2 separate regions of the Anas platyrhynchos genome follow, and region 1 is linked to region 2. Evidence: chromatin contacts called from public Hi-C data. All regions are on one chromosome and are shown on one strand. Each heading gives the region's core, a stretch centred on a gene start, on an enhancer-like site or on the middle of the called end of the contact. The rest is flanking DNA. Distances are from core to core; before and after follow the strand shown.

The links. A called contact is a pair of places that touch in the nucleus more often than the background predicts.
Region 1: a contact with region 2 is called in a Hi-C map of subcutaneous adipose tissue, with 2.1 times the contacts expected there. The contact joins two enhancer-like sites. A contact is called at or near these places in 2 of 8 Hi-C or Micro-C datasets (liver and subcutaneous adipose tissue).

What each region holds. Positions count from the first base shown.
Region 1 is chr11:3,582,066-3,587,554 of IASCAAS_PekinDuck_T2T, forward strand. GLDN (gliomedin) reads left to right here. Exons shown (of 10, transcript XM_005027179.6): 3 at 1,563-1,580; 4 at 2,581-2,688; 5 at 4,734-4,880. Among named protein-coding and RNA genes, the nearest start is that of GLDN, 6.0 kb to the left of the region's middle. Within about 2 kb of position 4,021, at least 1 of the 8 cell types and tissues checked has an H3K27ac peak or open chromatin away from gene starts, as enhancers often do.
Region 2 is chr11:3,450,982-3,456,428 of IASCAAS_PekinDuck_T2T, forward strand. The region is part of intron 1 of TNFAIP8L3 (TNF alpha induced protein 8 like 3); the gene reads right to left. Among named protein-coding and RNA genes, the nearest start is that of TNFAIP8L3, 45 kb to the right of the region's middle. Within about 2 kb of position 4,165, at least 2 of the 8 cell types and tissues checked have an H3K27ac peak or open chromatin away from gene starts, as enhancers often do.

The DNA.
Region 1 (5,489 bases), core at 2,771-5,270, 130 kb after region 2:
AATGTTAAATATTACTTCTGAAATTGCAGTCCAGTTCTGATTGCAACTAAGGCTGAACCACAGGCGATCTAAATGTTTATTTCTTTGGGCTCCAGAGTTCTGAATTCATGCTACTTAGTGCAGCTTTTTGCTCTCCTTATACTACTACATTGGCTCTTTAGTAGTGACTTTATCTGCTGGAACCCTCTGTGATACTTATTACTTCTCAAGCACTTTTCTTAGTTATCTTATGCTTATACAAGTATACTCAAGATCCTTAGTTTCAGATGACAAAGTAATTGTAGGTACTAATGTACCATTGTAGTGTGGAAAAAATGTTCATTTACTGGAAAATTGGGAGTGAGTTGTTAAGTGATGTTACTGCCAGTACTGACTAAAAGGAATAATCACTGTAATGGTATTATAAAATGATTTTCCATTTACTTGTAATGCTTTCTAATTAATGCTGAACACTGTCGTTTTTAGGGAAATCCAGCAACTACTGTTATTTTCTGTTTTAGAGATTTTTTGTTGAAACAAGAAACTACTTAACTGAATAAAGTGTTGACAGCACTAATTTAGTTCTTTAATTACAACAACTCCACTTTTCTTTGTATTCTCCTAACCTGCTTTATTATTATTATTATTATTATTATTATTATTATTATTATTATTATTATTATTATTACTATTATTATTATTATTATATTTATTATATTTATTATATTTATTTATTTTTTTAAAATATGTATTGGACGTAAGATGTAGCTTGTTACAGAAACACTTTCAAGTAATGCTTTACTCCTGCCTGCTATGCTTTTCTTCTCATAGGAGGCCTTAAGCTTGAATTAAGTCAGAGAGTATAAGCAAATAAGACAGATTTTGTTGTATTACATATCGCAGAATAACTGAAGCAAGTCCAATTTCTAGTGCGCCAACCAATTCACTAACCAGGTTCTGTGGGAAGCTTGGTTCAGTTTGGAGACCAATCACATGCAAAAAATAGTGTTTGTGGTTTAGATGTAGCTCACAGGAATGACAAGACCTTTTTGCCTATCGAAATAGTCTGAATACTGAACAGTAGTGGAATATCTGAGAAACACAAGGAAGCATGGTGTGTAACAGGATCATGCCATTCACCAGTGTTATTAAGCTATTTTTCTAGTGTAAGAAGATTTTGGAAAAAACTTATATAAAAGAAAAGTAATAATTGTTGGATGGCTTGGGTCTGTGGCATTGGAAAGGCACCTAAACTGAGTGAGGTTATATTGTAGAGGTGGCTGTTTGTCAAGTCTTTATCAACTGAAATTTGCAAAAGGCAGACCATGTATGTATATGTAACTGCTTTTAAGGATACTCTTTCAGTAAGTCTAGGTGAGTTTGTGCTCATGTTCAAATGGCTGTTTTTAATACAAAACAGCTAAAACCATAGGTGTTCATTTTGAAATCTGACGGACTTTTCCCCCTTTTTATTGTCCTGATCTAATTCCGATCAGTTCTATTTGGAATTGTTTTTTGTTTCCTTGCTGGGAGAAACTCACCATTTTCTCTTTCTTGTGTTCTTTTGCATGTCCATGATGTAGGCCCCCCAGGTCCACCAGGTAAGGTACTTTGACAATTGCCGTAATGTATTTAGGTAACTGAAACAGAAGCTGGTATAAATGTTGAAATATAGAAATGTATCTTTATAGAACAGTTGTCTTTCTTTGCCTATTAGAATAAGGGAAAGTTGCATGACTGCCTTTATAACTTTTATGATTGTGTCAAACTATGACCCTTTAAGTGGTGGGAGGGAGGCTTTTGTATCAGAGGGAAGAGAATAGTTTCACATTTATTGAAATGTATGTGGTCAAAAACAAATGTTAACTAGCATTTAGGTGAAGAACATATATAAAAGGGCAAACATATTTTAATATAACACTATAAATATCTCTTAAAAATTGTTGGTTACTGGTTTCTGACCCCCCCCCCCAATTCCGTAATAACTTTTCCTTCTTTCTATTATCATCATGGTTGCTAGCCTATATGAATGGTTACTTGCTTGCTTTCCAGGTTTCTTTTGCTGTGGGTCTGCTTAGAGTAATTCTATCAGAAAAGTACTGGGTACTTTTTGTTTGTGGGGATTCAATAGTGACAAAGGGAACGATACCTTCTGTATCAAGTCAGAGTTTGGTACTACAGTATTCTGGATGAGTAGGTAAATGCTCTTCTTGTGTTAGATTAGTCTAGCCTGTATCATAAGCAATGTCAAAGCCCGTGGAAGATGTATTTCTGACGTTGACAGTGACTGTAACAATGGATTCCACTGTGTTGATCATTCAGGTGGAATATAAAAGCCTTATCTGTGCTGGTCTTCGTGCGAAATATGTGCAGCATTCAGTTCAGTCAGTTTTCTTATGCTAAGGCAAATGTTCACTTTTTGTGTTTGTGGATGTTTTTTAGGAGGATACTGTATTGGCATGGAGAGCATAATGGCCAATTAAAGGATCTTGTATTTCTAAAGAATATATACACATAAACATAATATATATAGATTTAGTGATTTTAAGGCTAAAATGCATTTAACAGTGAAAATTCAATTATGCTGTTTGGCTTGTTCAGGGCCTGCTGGAATTGATGGGCTCCCTGGCTACAATGGATCAAATGGAGTCCCAGGTATACCAGGTCAAAAGGGAGAACCCGGAGTAAATGGAAAAAGAGGAAAAATAGGTATTTTTTTTTTTTTTGCTGTTATATTCAAATGCAATTACTTTTAGACCTTTGTTACAAGGAGAAGGGTTTTAATGTTTACAAAGAATTTGTACATTGCAGAACTCTGTAAAATTCTTTGTTTTACACTAAGTTTTTGTAGATTACTTCAGATTTATTCCATAGTATATATATGCTATTGAATAATGCAAATTAAAGCTATTGAATTAGATTAATTGCATCTCAGTATTCTGAGTTTGCTGTTAAATACTGTCTTTAAAAGAATATTTCCATTCCCTCAACCTTCCAACATAAGGATGCTTTGACTTCAGATGGTTTAAAAAAAAACAACCAACAGAGCCAGAGTTTGGGAGTGGGAGTTTCATGTTACCATAGTTTTGCTTTCAGATACATAATAATCATGGCGGGGGAAACTGTATTTCCATATTTTTCTGTTTTCTTTTTTCTAAACAGTCTTTTTAATCTGGAAACTCTTGGAGCAGCTTTTTTTTTTTTTTTTTTTTTCTTTTTTTTGGATTGCAGATAGACTTTGTAATGCAGCAGAGTCTCTAGGTACTGTTTTAATATAATCTACACAAATAGAGTAACTCTGCCAAATAGCCCATAGGCTGCATGCAGTCCACAAGCAATTTTCTATGCTGGTCAAGGAAACTGTTTGTCCTAACTTACTGATTTCACCCTGACATGTCTCTGCTAATAACACAGAGAAGTGCTGTTGTCTCTCAGATCCTTGATTCTACAAATCACTGTGCAGTGGGTGACAGTTACTGTGCTCTGAGGCTGTAAATTACTGTAAAGGTGTAAAGCAGTAATTGCTTTACAGACATATCTGATGCGTCATAGTTAATTGAAAACACTGATGGATAATTGGTTCTTCAAGGCAGAGTGACAAAACAGTGGTTTGCACATGGTAGGAGAGTAAGGAGACAGAAGGGCATCGGAAGGGATAATGCTGGGGTGAGGGGAAGATAGAGAAGCGTATGTTAATAAGTAGGCTGGCTGATGCTAGCATTTATATTTATAGCGGCCCACCTATTAGTCTGTTTTTTTCACCCTATTGCATGGCAATTTGGCAATTGTGCCAAAGATGCATTTCAGATTTCACCCCAAAAGAGTAATTGTTTCTGGTTTCACAGAGTCAATTTAAACAGTGAAACTTTAAGTAGATGAACAAGCACTTTCCTCTCAAGTACTTACAAATGTAATGTATTTGAAACCTATGCCTGCAAGAACACATATTTCCAGTCTTATGATGGTTAATGCTTCTCTCCTAAAGCATGAAAATATTAGCTGACACAAAGGTAGAGGGTGAAAAGTTTTGGTATGTCAGTTTTATAAACACAGCATTGTTTTCCTTGTTGCAAAATATTCTAGCTGAGATTACACAGGACAAACGAATGTCCTGTTAAAAATGCTACTTTGCTAAATCAAAGCTACTTTTGCTTTGATAAAGCACAAAAAATATTTGGACTGATCATGCTTGTAACAAGTGTAGGGGCAGGGAATAGTAGCCACGTGAAAAGGTTACTGGGTGGCTGAGTCTATGCTCTGCTGGGACATAGAAAATGTTGAAAGTACAATGTGTTGTAATGTTAGTACATGAAGTTAGTACATAAAGACATTGCTTTAAGAAAAGAGGTGCTATGAAAGTGCACTTCTTCTTTAATGCCCTAGAAATATAAAATAACTGACTTCATATTTTTTCCTTAGTGTTCCTAGTCCAGAAATACTCTAGCCAGCATTGGCAAGGCCCAGGTCTCCATGTTTCATGTTCTAAACTCAGAGATTACTAGGTAAAGAAAACATTCTTCACACCTAATGAATTATACACCATTCCCCTGCTTATTTGGTTATAAAGTTCCTTTGAAATCAAAGCAAATTACAACAATACAGAAAAATACAAGTGAAAAAAACAAACAAACACAAAAGAAAACCACCAACAAGGGTAAATATGTTTTGTATTTCAACAAAATGCACTAATTTTAGGAACTGTGTGATTAATATTGCAACAATATTCTTGGTACTGAAACGCTTTTTATTTCTAGGCATGCCAGGACAAAAAGGTGATCAAGGACAGAAAGGAGAACCTGGAGAAATGGGTTTACCTGGCAAAGATGGTATGCCAGGTGGAAAAGGCGCAAGAGGAGCAAAGGGTGAAAAGGGGGATGCAAACAATGATGTAGTATTAGAAGGTAAGAAGAAGAAGAGGTCTCTTGCAGTAGCGTACATGACAGAAAAAGATACACTCTGCTTCTGCAAAAGTAGGGCCAACTAACATAACCACATTATCCACAGTGAAGTTTTTGGGTATTGCTACAGTTTAGATATTAGTATTGGTCAGTAATAGTCTCAAGGGTGTGTGGAGCTCCAAAAATTAGATGGACTTCCTAGGGGAGTGTGTTTCATTTATAATGCAATTCTTCACAAATACTCTTCTATTTGGTCTTTGTGTTGAGGTGTACATGAATTCCACCCTTTCTACTACACTTCAAGACAGTTGATCTCCTTCTGCTCTTTCTTGCAGTGTAGTTTATTTATGTATTAGAAAATGAGAGCAGATTTCCACTCAAGAATACATGAAGGAAACATCATGGCAGCCACATTATAAGTTGCTAAAACTGTAGCCTCTTAAGCTGAAGTCCTAAAAATCACAAAATAAAAGGCAATAGTGGTTTATAACTCTCTAATGCACTTGTAATCCAGACAGATTAAATTGCATTCATGTCTTAGAACTCGTGAAGTTCTGGATGGCTCACATTCTAAGAAAGAGCATTTCAGGGAGTTTATTGATCACACAAAAA
Region 2 (5,447 bases), core at 2,915-5,414:
TACAAAACCCTAGGCTATGATTTTTGCAAAACGTTGGTGCTTCAGTACATGCAGTTCCTGCCAGTTGAAAATACCTCAGCTACTTGCTGGACAGTTGTCAAATAAACGTAAATATCTTGGATTTTTCCCTCTCTTACCTATCTTTGCAGGTTCCACTCAGGATAGCATAGTTCTAGGATAGGATAGTTCCTTTGGAGCATGTGGCTACCGTTAATGAACTGGTAGAGCTTAATTTGACCTTCCTCTGCTTTTCATCTTAACGTTTTTTAACTGACCCTATGTGACCAAACTAAAGGAAACAGAAACATTTCATATGAAATAACCACCCAGTTTAGTACTGCAGCAGTGGAGTCCCTGTAGGAGCTAAGGGCATTTTGTCGTTGTACCAAAACAGTGATGAGTGTGTGTGTAGCTGGGGGAGCTCGGTCTGATGTGAGGAGAATGGAGAAATTGTGCCCTTTGCCAGCTGCTGGGGAAGTGGTCCACTAAGAGATTAAAAAAATATAAATAAAATCAAACCTTCCTGTGCTGATTTGATTTCGGAGCCTGAGTGGGTTTTTGGCTGAGGCTCCTTCCAGCCATCAGGGCATGAACGTGTGGCTGCAGCAGCCACGCTGCAGTTCAGTTGTGCAGCAGGGATTCATCACTGTTGTGGTAGGGCCTGGGGTATTGCACTCTACATGTGTGCTTGTATCACAGTACTCTATATGGCCTTTTCTCATGCTGCTGTGCTCTCACCCCAGCCTTCTTTCCCTCTTGGTGCTTCCTACGTTGTCGCATGAGGCAGCAGTAAGTAGCACCAAGAATTTAAAGTCCTCTGTTTAAAAACTGTTATCCGCATTTGCTAGTTAAAAGTTGTCATCATGTTAAAGTTGTCATCTTTCCATGTGTGCTACATCTGTATCTCTGAGCAACAGAAAAGAGTAGCATTTAATTTCAGCTGAACCACCACCTGGAAAAAATAATTCAACACATTTAAAAGAATTGCCAGTCCTTTGGAGAAAAAACTGTGGGCCTGATCTGCTGACTGGAGGAAATAGAAAAACTTGGATTTAATCTAAAAATGATAAAAACCAAGACAAAAGCTTTCTCTCACTTTGCAGTACAGGGGTATATAAATAGTATCTGTGATGAATAATTATGTGCATTAAACACAGTAAAATGGAAGGTTAGCATTAGTGTCTGTTTCTGTAGCAAGTGTTTGCTATTAATCAAGTGGATGTGGTTGTTCAGTATCTGTTTTGATCAGAACCTGCAAATAACTGCAGTAAGCTTTTAGAATATTAATTTGACTAGTATTCATGCCAATTCAGCCGCTGTGTCATATTCCCCAGTCGCCAACCTGGCTGGGTCCCTCTATGCTCGGACCTTGCAGCAGGAGTTGTGCATATGTGCTGCTGGGCCATGGCGTGAGGTGAAGCAAAGCCTGGGGGCCTGGCCAGGCCCCACACATGCACCCAGCCCCACTCACGGACACCAGGGTGTCCATGGGGGGAAAGGGAGCAGCAGTGGCCTGGCCACCAGTGGGCTCCCAAAGCCCACAGGCGGTTAGCCACACCATTAAGGTCTAGCTTCTGTGTGGACTGCACGTTTACAGTGGAAGACGTTTCTTCCTGCAGCACATTTCCCTTTAAACGTCATCACCTCCCACAGGCAGCACTTGTTTTCTGCTTTGTAGCAAAACAGATCACCAACAGCATTATAGATGCCATTAACTTTCAGGAACAGTACACCAAATCTGAAGAAGAAAATGCAGCCTCTGAGCATGCCACTTCACTGGGTAGTGGTTAGCCTCCGTTACAGAAATCCTGGCACCTGAGTTTTCACTAAAGCAGTGATGGGTTTTGCCTCCAGATCTGTACTCCTCTCTAAACCATCTGAAGTGTCGTCTATGATAAAATCTATTCCAAAAGCCCATGTGAAGGGATCAAGGGATCAATCCCACAGCAATCTCCCACCCTTCAGAAAACGCAGCTCCCCAGACCCGTATTTCCACAGCGGTGACAACAAACCCTGGCTGGCGCCAGGCTGAGGCAGCTGGGGTGCCAGAGGGCCTGGCGCACACAGTCAGCACTGTGCTCAACTCGACTGGCCGCAACCAGCTCCTGCACGCAATGCCGAGCGGGACAAGGACGCCTCCCATCCACTAACCTTAATGACAGGCTTGCCTAATAACAGGCTTGCCTAATAGCAAAAGTGTGGAAAGAGTTCAGTGACTCTACAGAGGGGATATCTGAGTTTTATAAGTATTTTCAGAGTTTTTGAAATTAAAAGGCAAGAGCATCTGTAATATTCTCAAAATGATGGCTGTGCCAAGTACAAATGGTTAGTACTAAATGCTCAGCGACTGTATTTTCATGTAAATAGCCATTCACCCAGTATATACATGACAGCAGAAACGGTACAAGCATGGGAGAGAGTGTGGCTGACTTTCTGGAAGCAATGATGTGGATGTGGAAACAACTACCCTGAACAGATGAATCCATTTCACTCTCACTTAGCTCCTTTAGCCAAAGCCTTAAAAAAGTCTTGCAGCCAGGCTATTTTCTCCCTGGCAAAAGGCTGAAAAATGCATTGCTGTGAGCTCTGGAGGGAGCGCTTGTTCACAGGTAAAAATCCACAGGGAAGGAGTTGATCTTCAGATTTGGTAGAGTTTGCCAACCACAGATTTTCTGCTAAGTGTATTAACAGGCTTGCTTTGAAGATAAGGAGATACGAAGCAATTTATCTGGTTTTGTCCCACCTGTGGAGTTAAGTTTGCTTGTCTGACACTGGGAGTTGTTACTACGGTGCCTGCTGCAGCTTGTGCCAGTTCATCAATCAGCTCAGCCACTGACTGCCTCAGCTAAAGCCAAATGACACTTGCAGCTGTGTGTTATTGCCCATTGAAACTGGGAGTATAATGCTGTGATGAGTTACACTGCCAGCCTGTGGCAGCTGATGGGGTGCTGTGCTTTTGGATCCATATTGAAGTGTGTGTTTGTGGAGCACCTGGTGAGCCTGCGTGTGTCCCACAGAGGTGAGGGGTGCTGAGGGCATTGAGGGGCTGGGGGAAGAAGAGGGTCAGGAAAGGTCCCTGCCTCTGTGCTGCAGCTGTCCTCTAAGTTAGCAAAGAGCTGCCCCTTGAACTGAACAGGAGGCATACTGTACATAAGAAAACAAAGATGATGAAGAGGCTGAATTATTTTTAATGTTCCTGAATCCTCAGTTTTCAAATGCAATGCAAAATCTGCAGCAAGAAGCAGGCTTCAAGGAGTCAGCAAAGCTACTGGAAATGTGGGCATCCATCCAGCTGCTAGCAGTGCTTGGGCCTGGGGGAGATGGACTAAGCCAAAGGACGGATATACCCTTTAAGTCTGCTCCTGTAAGAGAGATTGTGTTATGGAAACTGCTGTGGGAATGGGCACAACTGTGCACAAAAGGAATGTGCTGTGTTCATGACCTCAGTGATTCATGTGACACAGTTTGAATGCATCTGTGTGTCTTAAGATAGTGCTACACCTGCCCCAGAGCCTGGGGAGTGCAGGTGCTTATGAGAATGAAGGAGGCAGTGGTATTATTGTAGGCCATGGCACTGTATGGGCTGTATCATGAATTGTGGCACTGAGGGATGTGGCTTAATGATGGGACTTGTAGGTCAGGGTGGTGGCTGGACATTACGATCTTAAAGGCTTTCCCAACCTAGGTGATTCTATACCACTCCTACAGGGAGTTAAATGAGCAGTGGATAACTACATGGCTGATCAAATGTTGCTGTTGTTGCTGAGAGCTTGCTTAAGTATAGCCTGGTTGCCTGTAATGTCACTTTCTTGACACAAATAGTTTATAGAGCATAAATAACACTTGTGGAAAATAAATGAAGTTTTATTAGCTTGTTAAGTAAAATTATAAGCATAGGAACAAGTGAGTGCTATTTTAGAAAGAAGAATATGTAAAATAAATAACAGAAACCTCTTATTGCTCAGTGTGCAACCATCAGATAAAACATTTAGAAGTAGGAAGCAGAAAACTTGTGCATTGTACTTACCCTTCACGTATCACTTGTGCCATAAGATAGGTTAGAAAAAGCAAATGGTGGAACTTGGGATTTCAAAATAGCTCTAAGACCAGGCAGGGAAAGAAGTGTAGAAGTACTTCTCCCACAGTGTTTTAGTACAGCTTGCTGGCTGTAAGTGTGCGTATTGCTCTTGGACAGCTATGGGATCACTGCAGAAGAAACATTCAGTGTTTCCAGTAACTTTAAGCCAAGAAATCCAATAGACCAGATGGAATATATCGGCCTTTAGGGAGGGCCAATTTAAACATGTGTAAGCACAGGGAGCCTGGCATGCTCAAACTGTTAGCTCTTCTAAATGGTTACCATGAGTGTAAGAGGGCTGCTCCGTTCTGCAGGGGAATGGGAGGTTCAGGAGTGATAATTTCACAGCCCTGGGGCCAAATACCAGTATCCAAAATTCTGAAGTCAGGCTGAAATGGCAGCAACAGCCCCAAACAGAGGGAACGTGACTGAATGGAAGGTGGAGTGGGGGAAAGAACACTGCTCTCAGTGCTTCATGCAAGCAGCAATCACTCCCCCCAAAAAAAAACACTTTTTAGGGACCTCGGAACTGGAGATGCCTAGTGATAATCTTATTTTCAAAACACAAGCCAGCTGCTGAAATACTTTACTAATACAATGTTGGTGCATAATGGAGTGAGCCTTCCAGTGCCTGGCAGAGGAGCTGAGGAGCACTTTCAGCAATGAAAAGTCATGCAGATAGAGCAGCTGAGCTGCTGCCAGTGCCTCTGCCTGGCCTCCAGGCTGCAGCCAGGGAGGAGCAGCTTAGTTGTTGCTTCCACCTGATCCGCTGGGGCTGGCCAAGTGCTTTTCCTGCTGCCCCCCAGAAGCTGGATGCGAATCAGTCTGTGCTGCTGTGTCTAAAGGCAGGAGCTGGCAAAGGGAGTCTGGATAACAGTGTTGTCCCATGGCTGGAACTGGGCCTTGGTGTGGCAGCCTTCAGGAGCTGCCTGGGCTATGTGACAGCTGGTGTGGTGCTGTGACTGCTTCATCTCCAGACAAATCAGGTGTTTCGACCCAGTCATGTCCTGATAGCTTGTGAGGCAGGAGCCAATCCCTGACTAAAAGGGCTCAGTGAGGACCATTCTCATGTGCCATGTCCCAAGTGGAGGGATGCTGCAGTGACCATGCTGCTGCAGGGGTGTCTCTGGGGGCAGGCTGCAGAGGACAAGCAAGGCATGTGGGCAGCCAAGTCACAGCTCTGAGAATGGCTGCCAAACCCTTAATTTTACTAATCTGATAGCATATCAGAACCAAGATCTAAAGCAGGCTGCTAATGTCTAATTGCAGTGTTGGTATCTTTGAGGACTGATTTTCAAACACTTGGTTTAAGCTTTGCACTTCCTGTTTGGTGACACACAGGGATGCTATACCAAGGCAGCAAATATCT